2 separate regions of the Mus musculus genome follow, and region 2 is linked to region 1. Evidence: chromatin contacts called from public HiChIP or PLAC-seq data. All regions are on one chromosome and are shown on one strand. The core of a region is the stretch at or near the end of the contact, and the rest is flanking DNA. Distances in the headings are between cores, read along the strand shown. Region 1 has its middle 37 kb from the start of Gm33969. Region 2 holds the start of A730035I17Rik (RIKEN cDNA A730035I17 gene).

Region 1 (6,431 bases), core at 1,434-3,933:
GACGGAGGGAGGGAGGGAGGGAGGGAGGGAGGGAGGGAAAGGAAGGAAAAAAGCAGAAGGCAAGATCAGATGATTCATGGAAAAAAGATACATAAATATCTGTAGAGCAAGCATTACTATTTTGTGTAAATTGAATCAAATTCCATGTTTTAGTAGCAATACTGAGCACTGTTGAAATTTACTGAGACCCACAATCTCCACTAATTTTGTAGAGTGGCCTTGGCCCATCTCTAAACAACATTCCCAAGAAAAGAGTAAGTCCTTGTTAGAGAACCACTGTTTCTCTGAAACTGAGCAGGGAGATTTCCTTATAGTTACAGAGGAGTACCTTATGGCATTATTATAATATAAAATCTTGTGAGCAATCCAAATGTTGAACAAATAAATGAACAACTGTACATTGTATTTTTTAATGATTTAAAATTTATGTTGAAAGAATACCAACAGAAGAAAAAGCTAATAAAGCGTCAGGAGGGGCAGGGAGATGGGTCAATCAGTGAAGCGTTTGTCATGCAAGCAGAAGCACCCAAGTGCAGTGTGCGAGCCCCAAACCCAACATGGAAAAACTGGGTACAGTGTTTGCTCGAAATTTCAGCACGAAGAAGGTTGAAACAAGATAATCACTGGGATCTGATGGCCAGCCAAGCAGCTCAGTCAACTTGACAGGCTCCAAGCCAGCAAGAAACCCTGTGGAAAAGTGAAGGTGGTTTCTAAGGAACGTTTGAGGTTGTCCTTAGGTCTCTAGACACAGGAATGCACACCAACATACGCACGCACATACACAGAAAAAAAATCATGGGAAGAAGAAGAAGAAGAAGAAGAAGAAGAAGAAGAAGAAGAAGAAGAAGAAGAAGAAGAAGAAGAAGAAGAAGAAGAAGAAGAAGAAGAAGGACAAATTCTACATACAATATGATGCCAATTTTTGTTATATAGTTCATATAACTGTATATAAATCCTCATGTATTATGTACGCATATATAGCATGTGACATCTTTATTAACATAGTTTTCAGTTGTGATATTTAGTTGATTTCCAGAAAACATCGCTGTTGGGAATTAGACAGAAAACAGACATGCAATATTGCAAAGCCAAAGATTCTGCCCTGAGCCTCCTGGGTGAAAGTTTCACAAAGGACCTAGGAGTCTAAATGAAAGATGAACACCAATCGATGACAAGAAAACTCACAGGGTGGGAGTTGCTGTTTGAGTTTGTTCCCTGCCACAGGATCTCTAACTCTGAGTTCTCAGCACTAAGCCTTCTGTCTCTCCCATGGCTTCTGTGTGCAAGCCAACTTTCTTCACACTCTCCTGATGTTTCCTCTCCTAAGTAACACCTATCCATCCCTCCCATCTCAAACACCACCCCCTTCTGTAAGGCAGAACACTGTCCAGAGAAAGTCTTTTATGAAAGAAAAGAAAATCTGTTTCTCCCTTTTATGCTTATCAAGAATGTGATTAAGTAAATGATCAATAGCCTTATCATTTCTCCAGAATTTATGGTTTATGAGGGAAGGGACCAAGGCTGTCTTACTCACCTCTGTGTCTGCAAGAGCCACCAGATGACAACAGCAGACAGCACAGAAACATGTGATTGGGACAATCCTGCACTCTTGAAATGTCTGACTTATTTAAATTTCACAACATCTATGTCCTATTATTAACAAAATTATCCTTTTGTGGGGTAAATGGCACCTGAGTCTCACTCTAGCCTAGAACTCATGACATAATCTAAGCCTGTCCTCTAACTACTGGTAATCCTGCTGCAATGACCACCCAAGTGATGATGTTACAGGCGTGAGCCACACACTCAGGCAAACTTTCCTTACTTTAAAAAGGGGGAAATTGAGGCACTGAGACTCAAAGTTACATACCCAGTAAGAGATTCAAACTCACCTAATCCAGCATCCTTAACTGAATCTATGCCTCCCTAGTGTGGTTCCCCCCATAAATATTAGAAGGATGGATGAGAAACACATTAGCAGTAAAATGTGTACTTGCTATAAATTAAGCACCAGCAGGGACATGCCCTGTAGCAGCTGTAGCTCACATTTCATGGTCACCTGACCATAAAAGAGGCAGAAGACCCTAGCCTTACTATGGAAACACCAGGAACAAAGCCCCATAGACACCCTCATTAAAAATTCTATTATAATGAATTCTTGAGAATAATAGACTGGTTGGGATTTTCAATTCCAATGACAGGAATGTAAGCTTAAAAGGCTTAAGTCAAGGCACATATCTTTTGTAATACGCATATGCACCTGCAGCACTAATTATAGCAACTGACCAACCACAAAGCTCACTCGCATGCTCTCTCTCCCCCCCCTTTCTCCCTCTCCCTCTCTCTCTCTCTTTCTCTCTCTCTCTCTCTCTCTCTCTCTCTCCCCCCCCCTTTCTTTCTCCTTCTCTCTCAGCATGCTCTTATTTCCTGTTAAAATCAGCTTTAAAAGAGGGTCCGTAATTACAAACAAGTTGTGCAGAATAATCAAGCCATTATTGTAATGAGGATGATTCTTGCTAAGGCTTATTTTTAAAAAGCCAAATTATAGACTCCCAGTCTAAATTGTATCTGGGTTTTCTGTCACTTGCTTTCAAATTTAGTCCTGATTTGCATTTCGCCTGACCTACTAGTTAGAGCACAAGTTCACAGAGCCCCTTCTGAAGCAGTAATGAGCGTAGGCACTAAGCAGCATGTAATTGTGTTCAACTGCATGCAAGTGTTTACTTTTTACTGCTGTGCGTCTGCCTCAGAGATTGTTGAGATGCAATTATGCATTGCAAAATTTGCAAGTTGCCAGCCTTGCCTGGACTATTTTTGCCATGTTTCACATTTAAACTGCGTAAGTGCATAAGTAGAGGTATAAACAGCCAGGTTTTCCAGACTAGAAAATTACTGTTACTTAAATGGCAGAATTTCTGCTCCATGGTTTCCTATTTCCATGCCTTGCCTCAGTTACATATCTTTTTAACCATCTGTTTCTTCCTGGCGACCAGTGACAGGGAAGCAAGCAACTGTATCTGCATTACTGTGTGGTTTGACATCTGGTGTCTAAATCCAACCGTGGTATTTATTTGTGAATCATTTAAATATGAGATCATATTAGTTACACTTGCAGATGACGTTTCATCAACATCCTCAAGCCTGTTTATGCCCAGATTGCATACCGTTTTACCTAGAAAGAGAAGAAGTGTGTTTTCCTGCAGGTTGTGTATAAGTTGTATATGTGGATATAAACGTGTGTGCATGTGTGCATGTGTGCACGTGCGTGCGTGCGTGCGTGCGTGCGTGCGTGCGTGCGTGCGTGCGTGCGTGTGTGTGTGTGTGTGTGTGTGTGTGTGTGTGTGTGTGTGTATTCACCTGTGAGGGCTTGTGTGGAGGTCAAATGTTGATACCAGGATCTCTTCCCCAATTCCTTCTCCATCTTGTTCTTTGAGACAGACTCTCTCCTTGAATTCTGAGCTTGCTGAGTTAGCTAGGCTGGGTCAGCAAGCCCCTAGGAATTACTCCTTTCAGCCTCTCAGCACCCGGTATGACATCACATGCAGCTTGAACATGCATTTAGGGGAATCCTAGCTCAGGTCTTCATGTGTGCATAGCATTTTACTCACAGAGCTAGCTCCTTGGCACGATATAAACTATTCTAGGTTATAAAAGTAAATTACATATGAATTAAATGAATTAAAATAGAAATGATGCCCATATAAGGAGTTACAGAGACAAAGTTTGGAGCTGAGATGGAAAGAAGGACCATGCAGAGACTGCCTCATCCAGGGATCCATACCATAATCAACCACCAAAGACAGACACAATTGCATATGCCAGCAAGATTTTCCTGACAGGACCCTAATATAGCTGATTCTTGTGAGGCTATGCCAGTGCCTGGCAAATACAGAAGTGGATGCTCAGAGTAATCTATTAGATGGAACACAGGGCCTCCAATAGAGGAGCTAAAGAAAGTACCCAAGGAGCTGAAGGGGTCTCTAACACTATAAGAAGAACAGCAATATGAACTAACCAGTACCCCCTGAGCTCTTGTCTCTAGCTGCATATGTAGCAGAAGATGGCCTAATCGGCTATCGTTGGGAAGAGAGGCCCTTGGTCTTGCAAAGATTATATGACCCAGTAGAGGGGAATACCAGGGCCAGGAAGTGGGAGTGGGTGGGTTGGGGAGCAGGACTGGGGGAGGGTATAGGGGACTTTCAGGATAGCATTTGAAATGTAAATGAAGAAAATATCTAATAAAAATTTTGAAAAAAAATAGAAATGCCATAGGTAATTGGTGATGTTCAATGCACATCACAAAACTGACCAGTGTTTCCAGAGTTGCTGACATGCTCCTCTTGGAGAGCGCTATTGAATCATGGCACAAAGCTATTGTCCTGGAAGAGGGTGCTGCCGAGCCTGGCTGACCTGGAAATGGTCACTGTGGTCCCAGGAAGGAAAGGATTCTGAAGACCCCCTCTTTTCTTGTAGCTACAAGTGTGCATTCAGAAAGGGACTAACACAGAGGAACTTGGTAAAAATGTTCAACGTCCTTCGCCATCAGAGAAGTGCAAAATAGGACCATTTTGAAATTTCATTTTATCCCAGTCAGAATGGCTAAGACAAAAAAGAAACAAAAACAACAAACAACAAACAGACATCCACAACAAATGCTGTGGCTGTGGTTAAGTAAAACACTGCTCACTGCTGGTGAAGGTACAAACTGGCACAGCCACTATGGAAGCCAATGTGGAGGGTCAACACAAAAGTAAAGATAGCTCTACCTCAGGATGCAGCTATGTCACTCTTGGGCATCTGTCCAAAGGACTCTCTAAATATTCTGCAATAGAGACAGCTGCTCACCTACATTCTTTGCTGCTTTCTTCACAACATCACGGAAATCTAAACAACAGAACCGCCCACCATCAGATAAATGGGTAATGAACATGTGGGCATTTACTCTGAAATATTCAGCTACTAAGAAAAATAAAATTCATGTGTAAGTTGGCAGAGCTGGAAGCAATCCTTCTAGCTGAGGACTCGAACCTGGAAAGACATGTGTCTCACATTTACTCTCATTGGAGGGTGTTAGTTTTGAATTTTCAGATATGCATATTTTTGGTATACCTTTGGAGCCCAGAAAACTACTAAGGGCCATGGGGAGGGTCTTTCTGAGGAGGGGAGGCAGAACACACTGGTGTATGTGGTGAAAGGGGAACAACAGGATGGGAAGGCTTGTGCTGGGGTTGAGGAGGGGAGGGCAGAGTACAGGAGGGAATACCAGAGGGATGCACAATACCAAAGACCTCAGGAAGAAGTCAAATGGAAATCTACTACTTTAGATGCTTCCTAATGTCTCTCTCTCTCTCTCTCTCTCTCTCTCTCTATATATATATATATATATATATATATATATATATATATATATATATATATATACACACACACACACACACACACACACACACACACACACACACACACACAAACATACATGCATACACAATACATACAAATTCCTAAAATAGAATTGCTGAGTAACAGATCAGCAATGCCCCTCCTAGGGGTGGGTTATCTCTTTTGGAATTGTTAACCTATGATGTTTAGTGGTCTATAGAACTACCAGAGAAGTAATCCCCAGTCTTAGTTGTGAACTACAATGACCAGCCTCATGACTTATGCCTTCTCTTGCAATGGTGTTGCTGGCATCTTGGGAGTAACTAACCATTTTCTGAGTAGATTGTTGAAACTCACACCCAGCCTCCTATCTGTCCAAGAACTAATGGATCGACAGAGACTAGTTCTAGGCCCTTGGGGAAAACATTATTATTATTCTAATAAGTAGATATATTATTAAACTGACTCTAAATGACTTGTCATTATACCCATAATGTATATCTTAATCTCATCAAAAAGCATCTATTAGTAGTAGATGGTGGTTAGCACAGAAACCTGCAACTGGCCAAAATACAGAGAAGAGACTGTAGAATGCTCAGTTGTAGATAGAACACATATACTGCCCCTCTTTCTCTGAAGGTGTAGGGGCCGTTACAGAGGAGGAGGGAGTAAGATTACAAGAGCCAGAGGCATTGGATGACTACGGGAAACATTTTCAGGGCACAGCAGGACTGCAATACCTATGAACTCACAACCATTGGGACAGTGCACAAGACCTGAGCAAGTCCAAACCAGACCAAATGTCTGCATAGAGCAGGAAACTGTACACCAAGTCCCAACCCTAGTTGCGAATCTAGTGGCAACTATTTGGTGCTGGGAGAGAAAAAGTCTCTAGGAATATAGCCCCTAGTAAGCTGACCACATTCCAGTGGAAGGCCACACATCCAAGGATATTGGGGCAGCACCATTTGTATTGATTGAGAAGAAAATATCACCAAGTTGGATGAATTTGATCAGAACACATATAAAAATTCTCATAAAACTAATAAAAG
Region 2 (6,537 bases), core at 2,146-4,645, 900 kb before region 1:
ATCCTTCCCCTACTACTCCCGCCAAAAGGGTTTGTGCACAGAACGATCTGCATAGCCAACCCCGGAACTAACTAACGTATTTGCCTACCTGGATCGCCTAGGAGATAATTCATCCATTGGGAGACCTTCTGCTTGAAGGCAAGTGTAAGATAATAGCCAAACCAAAGAGAATAGTGAAGGAACTAGCTTTTCTGCGCGTGCCCTTCGGAAACCCCTTTCCAGGAGCAGTATTCGCTGAACTTTTCCCAGACAATTCATTTCTGTCTGAATTCCCACTGATAATGAAGCTGTTTAAGTGAAAGTTGAAGTTTCAGAAGGATCGGATAGAATAGGAAAGCAAATTCAAGTATTTTTTTTTCCTTAAAGGTAATTCCCAAGATGGCCTGTGCTTGCTCATTTTTAATAAATTTCTGTTCCAGTAATACTACAGCAGCATCCCAAGCATAGAGTTCAATCCGTCGGACACTGTGGTGTAGGCAACACCAAAGGACTATTTTCTCTTCACACCTAAGTATCGTCCCATGTTCCTGCTGCTCAGTTTTCCTCACAACTCATCTTGGGCGTTTTTGAGAAATCTCTCGTTAGGTCCAATTATTTGTTTCACTGGGAAAAACAAAAGAAACAAAAACTCTCTTCTGTGCTAGACGTAATTTGAAGACACTGGAATGTGCTTCCCTGGTTTTCTAGAAGACATAAGCAATCCACAGGTACACCAAATGATGTGACCAATGACAACACCAGCTAACATTAGCAGAGGCAAAACCAGTACGTTTTGGACCATCCTTTCCTTACTTACACTTGGAGCAGGTTGAGTGTAAAGTCATCAGACTATGTGGGGAAACTGAAAGCAGGCCTCAAAGGATTATAGTGCCAAAATAGTATTCGAATGACTCCAAGGTAGACAAACAGCTTTTCCACCAAAGTGGCCATATTCCCTGAATACATTTATCACCCCTACAACAGGGTCCCTGTTCTAAATGCAACTTGCTGTCTGGTGGCCTTAAAACAATGAAGGCTTCAAAATCCTTTAGGGAAAGTTTTTGAAAAGCCTTGAGATGAAGACATGTGTGAAGTTCCCACTAGAGATCTCTCCACAAGCATCCTTCACATGGAAGGGGGAAATCAACAAAAAGGGAGGTGTAGTTAAGGGTTCAATGGGGGGAGGGGGGAGGGGAGGGAAGGAGAGAGAGAGAGAGAGAGGTGTGTGTGTGTGTGTGTGTGTGTGTGTGTGTGTGTGTGTGTGTGTGTTGGTGGGGGTGAGGTTGCTGCAAAGAAGGCTCATTGGTCATTTGGTTTTTAGTGTAGAGGCTTCAGTGTACACCAGACACAAACATGATGTTCTCTAAGAACTGAAGTCAGAAGCCAAGATGACAGCGACTTTTCATAAAGAACCAGTTGGTTCCTCGGTATCTTTGTCTCAGGATCACTCCCAGATAGACATGTGTGGACACGGAGGCCTTTGATATACCATCAGCAAACCTCGGTCTTTCAAATTGTATTACTTGATAGATTCTCTATGTGTCCTTAATGGATGATAGGAAGCTTGAAGTTCTAGAATGTAGGACATCCCTTGGGGGAAGTATCACTACTAGATCCTAAAGTGGGCTTAAAAAATGCAGATTGGTCACTTATGTGGAGAGTAATTCTTTTCCTTCTGGAAGAGACACCTACAAAGTTCTGACAGGGAACCTGTATGGCAATTACTGCACCTAAGTGATTTGTCCTTGATCCTTAAACCCAACACCTTTCAGATAGAGAATCTTCAAGTGACAATCAACACCCTTAGGCTCAAAACTGGCTTGTAGTTAATACCTGCAGAGGAAGCTGTGGTCTCCTTGCTTCTTTTCAAGGAGTCAACGAAAAGGCATCAACTATCCAAAGTATTATACTGACCTAAAAATATTTTTTGTAAACTTTCCAAATATTTGCTTTGAGGAAAATAGTTATTTATTGTCAAAGCATCCAACATACCTGGATAAACTATACCGTTTAATAAATCTCTTAGGGATAGAAGAAACACATAACTATTCAGACTCCATGTCACTGGCACAAAATTACACTTTGTATTAAAAGGGAATACATATTTACATCATTGATGACATTCTTCACTGAAGTCCATAATCATTTCATGATACATGCACTTCCCCCTGGAAACTTAAACCGAATGGCGCCCCCCTTTTTATCCATTTTGTTTATTTTTGTAAGAACACAGCTGTCATCAGGAAATGCAGAACGCATCTCCTCTTCCTCCATTACTTTATATCTAAAATAAACTTTGTCCTTACATATAATTATTACATCTAAACCATAAGTGCTTAATAATTTAAGTAGAAACGTATGACAAATGCATCAATATGTTGCAATATATGACATTTTTTTAAAAATGTACTTTTGTTTTTGGGAAAGTGAAAATTCGTGCATTCAAAAGAAAACCCCGCTCAAACAACCCACCCAATCCAAAATCCACCATCCTGTGCATCGTGTGCGTGCGTCCGTGTGTGCGTTCGTGCGTGCGTGTGTGTGTGTGTGTGTGTGTGTGTGTGTGTGTGTGTGTGTGAAATTAAACATTTGGATGATGAGGCTCCTGGCGAGGGGAGGGACCTGTGTGTGCACGTGTTTGGTTGCAGTGTTTGGGGGCATAAGGTAGTGGTGGATGTCATCCTCGCGTGTCTGCTCCTGCAGGTGGCTTGACTGTGCGTGCACACGCGTGGAAAGCCGGAGTCTTTTACGCAACAATTAATTATGCGAGGTCATGTGCCGGGACAGGTGGTGACGCTCCCTGAAGGACTCGTTGCAAATGGGGCACTTGAGTTTCTCCTCCCGCCGCCGCTTCACCAGGGGCTCCATGGCATACTCCTTTTTGTGGTGAGACCGCATATGGTACACCAGGTCGGAGGTCATGCGGAAGGAGGCGTTGCATTTGGCGCACCAGTTCTGCGCGGGCAGACACAGCGAAGTGAAGGAGGGCGGCAGCAGGGTGAGCGCGGAGGGCAGTTGCAGCTGCAGGGGCCCGGCGGCGGCCGCCGCCGCCGCTGCCGCCGCAGCCGAGCTCTTGGGCCAGAAGGCGGTGGCGTAGAGGAAGGGGCTCTGCTTGGGCAAGCCACCGCCACCGCCGCTCGCCAGGGGCCCGCAGGCTCCGTTCAGGTCCGCTGCCCCCTGCAGCTTCACAGCCAGCGGATCGGCGGCGGCCGGGTAGAGTCTGGTGGGACCCACGCCGTCTCCCGGGTGACACGGCTCGAGAGCGCCCAGCTTCTGGCCGAGGACCAACGGGGACAGCTGCGAGAAGGAGCGCGCGGGCTGCGAGAAGGCGCTCTTCCGCTCGTCCGATGCGGCCGTTTGGCCGCCCCCCGAGCCCCCCGCAGTCCCCGCGGTCCCCGCGCCGCCACCGCCGCCCAGCTGCGACACCGAGGTGAAGGCGCTGCCGCGCGCGGGGCTCCCGCCCTCCAGCCGTCCGGGCAGAGAGCCTCCGGGACGCGGAGCCAGCAACTTCTCGGGGGCCCCAGGCGACCCCGCCGCGGGGGTGGACGAGCCGTTGCTGCCGCCGCCGGCGACACCGCCTCCCGCGTCGGGGTCCTCGGCCGTGCCCCCTGCGCCGTCTGTCGCCGCCGCCTCCTCCTGCAAGCCCACCGCGCGGCCCGCCTTCTTCACCTCCACGAAGGCGCTGCGCTTCGCCTCGCCAGTCTCCGGGCTGGGCGGCGCGAAGAGCCGGCCGTTCTCCTCCAGGCCGAAGTAGCTGCCGGCGGCGCGGTACTGCTGCGGCGTGCACACCAACTCCTCCTTGGAGGTCGCCAGCGGCCTCTCGGAGAAGCGCGCACGGCCGCCCGCCAGCCCCGCGCCGCCGCCCTCCGCCGCCGCCTCCTCTGGGAACCGCCTCTTGCCTTTGCAGCCGCCGGTGGCGACGCCGTCGGGACTCAGCTCCGCCTCCTGGTGGCCGCTGCCGCCACTGCCGACGCCCGGGGCCGCTACGCAACTGCTGCTTCCCCGGGAGTTTTCCAGTTCCCGAGCCAAGTTGTGGAAGTCCGTGGACGGCTTGGCGCTGCCGGCACCCGCGGAGCCCGGCGGGTTGCTCGCCTCCGGGGATGACGCGGGGTAGTGGTGTATGGGGCCGGCTTTGCAGAACTTGGGGCCCGGGATCAACGGCGCCTCCTGTTGCTGCTGCTGTTGCTGCTGCTGTTGCTCTTTACCACCGCCGCCGCCGCCGTGGTCCTTAGTGCCCAAGCCGCCCCCTTGCTCGTCTTGGGGATTCGCATCAGTGCTGTGAAGTCTCTTGGGGCAGCGGAATCGCAGATGTGCCACATAGGGGAACTCAAACTGGAAACGTTGGCTGCATTCCAGGCATGTGTAAGGAGACGACCCTGCTTAGTGAGCAAACACACACACACACACACACACACACACACACACACACACACACACACACACCCCACATGGTTAGTTAGCATCGCCCCTAGGCCACTTAGCCATCCTCCCCATAACAAATCCACTTTATCTTTCTGGGCTGAGTGCCCAAAAAAATGAATACACTATCCTATTTGGTGCAACTTACTTTCTTGATTTGTGCATTTACTAAGTCAAACGCTCCCCAACTTTTCCTTCCCCTTCTGTCCTAGTTCCATTCGGGACAACACCTCAGAAGCTTCGTCCACCCTATGATGTGCAAGGTGAGCCCAGGCACCCGAGCCAACCTACCGTTCATTTTGTGAGCTCTAGACGGGCAGAGCAAGAGCAATTCAGTCAGTTCTTTCCCGTACCAAACTAGTAACTCTTCATCTTTGGCAATCCTGCGGAGAGAGCGGTAGAACAGCTGTCCATTTTTTATATAAGCTTCGAGATTCTGTTCTTCCTTATCTCGGGCTGATTGGACCAGCCGCAGCCACATGAGACCTTCTGAGGAACCATTTGCCGCCGAAGTGTCTACCTACAGTATTTAAGAAAGACAAGAAGAGAGGGATCCACGTGAAAGACGGCAACCAGAGAAACCAGAGATATTTCATCTGTCTGGCTTTTGTTCTTTCCAAACAATTATCTGAAACCAAGTTTGCAAAAGTTGACCAAAGTCGAACTGCATCCCTGCATTTGTGGTCAATGGGCACAGTGGCCATCCTTTGCAATATTGGGTCAGTCTTACAGAGTAGCCTCTTTAGAATCTCCCTTTCAGTTACCTCACATGACAAAAGGAGAGGAAATTTCCCGTGTTTCAGAAGTAAAAGGCAAGTTCGGGTCTTAGTAATTATTCTATGGCACTCACGCCCATCTTCCTAACTGACATGAAGGACTAACAGCTTTACTTCATGATGAAAGACTAGGAACTCTGGGGTGGGGAAACTGGGAGTAACATTTAGCATGTAAATAAATAAAATAATTAATAAAAAAAGAACTACTAGGAAGAAAGAGGCCTGTTACAAACACAAACGTGGATTATAGATGCTTTGCTGCCAAAACAATTAACGTTTTAATTTAAATACAAACTCTGAACACTAGCTAATGTTAACTAAAGAAAGCAATAATCAGGCGATGGGGAGACCTCCCAGGTTACAAAATAAATATACTCAATACTTGTAAAAGTTCTCTCAAGGACTACTTAATATGTAAATAGCCCCAGTACTAACAAGGTCTCCTTAGCAATTTAGGAAGCCCTAATCTAGGGAACCCAGAACTAGAGTACCGATTCAGGCAACCTTGGCATTGTCTTTTTCTTTTTCTCAGTAAAATCACTTGATGATTTGAATCTAGTTTTTCTTTTCTAATTTTTGTTGTGTTCGCTCTGCTCTGACTGCTCAGATGATTACATTGTCCTTAGGATGTCTCCTTCCTCACTCCCAACAGGAAATTACCCTCAGACACCTCCATCACACTTGCTGAGACTCACCCGGAAGATGTAAGGTACTGTTCTCTTGTCCGTGGACTTGAGGGCTACGAAGGCTATGCTGTCATACAGGGAAGTATGGCTCAGTACACAGGGACCGAATATGGCGTTCTCTGGGATGTCGCAGGTTGTATATACACTGGTAAAAATGTCTGTCAGACACTGTTGGACAGCCTTGGCATCTCCATCCCAGATGCCTCTCTGGATGCCTGAATCCTCCATCACTGGAGACAGATACCCAGGACGAGAAGAGAGTTGTTATTGCCTTTTCTGCTACGAACCTCGGCAGAGCGTTTCCGCTACCAGACATATTTTCTTTGCACTTGCCGGCTTTTTTACATAGCTCCTACTTTAAAAATAAAGCCGATCAATCTGTCATGCTTTAAAGATGCCAACTTCGAAGTATTATTCCTTCCTTTTAAATAACTGGAACAGGAAGCATGGGAGCACACTTCCTGCTTGAGAAAAAGAAAATAGAGAGCCGGTGAAGACTGGAGCAGGCTGTGTCTATGCTACCTCGGGATTTATAGAGTGGGGCATTGGGGCGAAGGTAGGGCTTTTGTAGGTTTGTTTGCTTTAAAACCAGCATATGCAAAATTTCTGACTGCATAACTCCCCCCCCAAAAAAAAAACCCGCACTTTTAATCTTTGGGGGACAGTCCTGTCCTATG

Evidence for each region. HiChIP or PLAC-seq counts read pairs in DNA pulled down with a chosen protein or histone mark.
Region 2: a contact with region 1 is called in an H3K4me3 HiChIP or PLAC-seq map of embryonic basal ganglia, with 5 times the contacts expected there. The contact joins the promoter of A730035I17Rik here to the enhancer-like site in region 1. A contact is called at or near these places in 6 of 39 promoter capture datasets (the 3T3-L1 cell line, 3T3-L1-derived adipocytes, cranial neural crest and 2 more), 1 of 15 datasets of contacts at CTCF or cohesin (pro-B cells), 3 of 484 Hi-C or Micro-C datasets (cerebral cortex, cortical neurons and ventral hippocampal neurons) and 10 of 115 datasets of contacts at active chromatin or transcription factors (astrocytes, craniofacial prominence, differentiating embryonic stem cells and 7 more).

What each region holds. Positions count from the first base shown.
Region 1 is chr5:97,286,098-97,292,528 of GRCm38.p6, reverse strand. No RefSeq gene overlaps it. Among named protein-coding and RNA genes, the nearest start is that of Gm33969, 37 kb to the left of the region's middle. Within about 2 kb of position 2,683, at least 18 of the 459 cell types and tissues checked have an H3K27ac peak or open chromatin away from gene starts, as enhancers often do. A contact at or near this core is called in cortical neurons, embryonic basal ganglia and hippocampal neurons, where this site is marked.
Region 2 is chr5:98,182,842-98,189,378 of GRCm38.p6, reverse strand. A730035I17Rik (RIKEN cDNA A730035I17 gene) reads left to right here and starts at 3,395. Exons shown (of 3, transcript NR_153823.1): 1 at 3,395-4,335; 2 at 4,611-4,661; 3 at 5,827-6,261. It overlaps Prdm8 (PR domain containing 8), which reads right to left. Exons shown (of 4, transcript NM_029947.2): 2 at 5,870-6,090; 3 at 4,690-4,918; 4 at 1,931-4,355. The coding sequence starts at 6,088. The coding sequence ends at 2,737.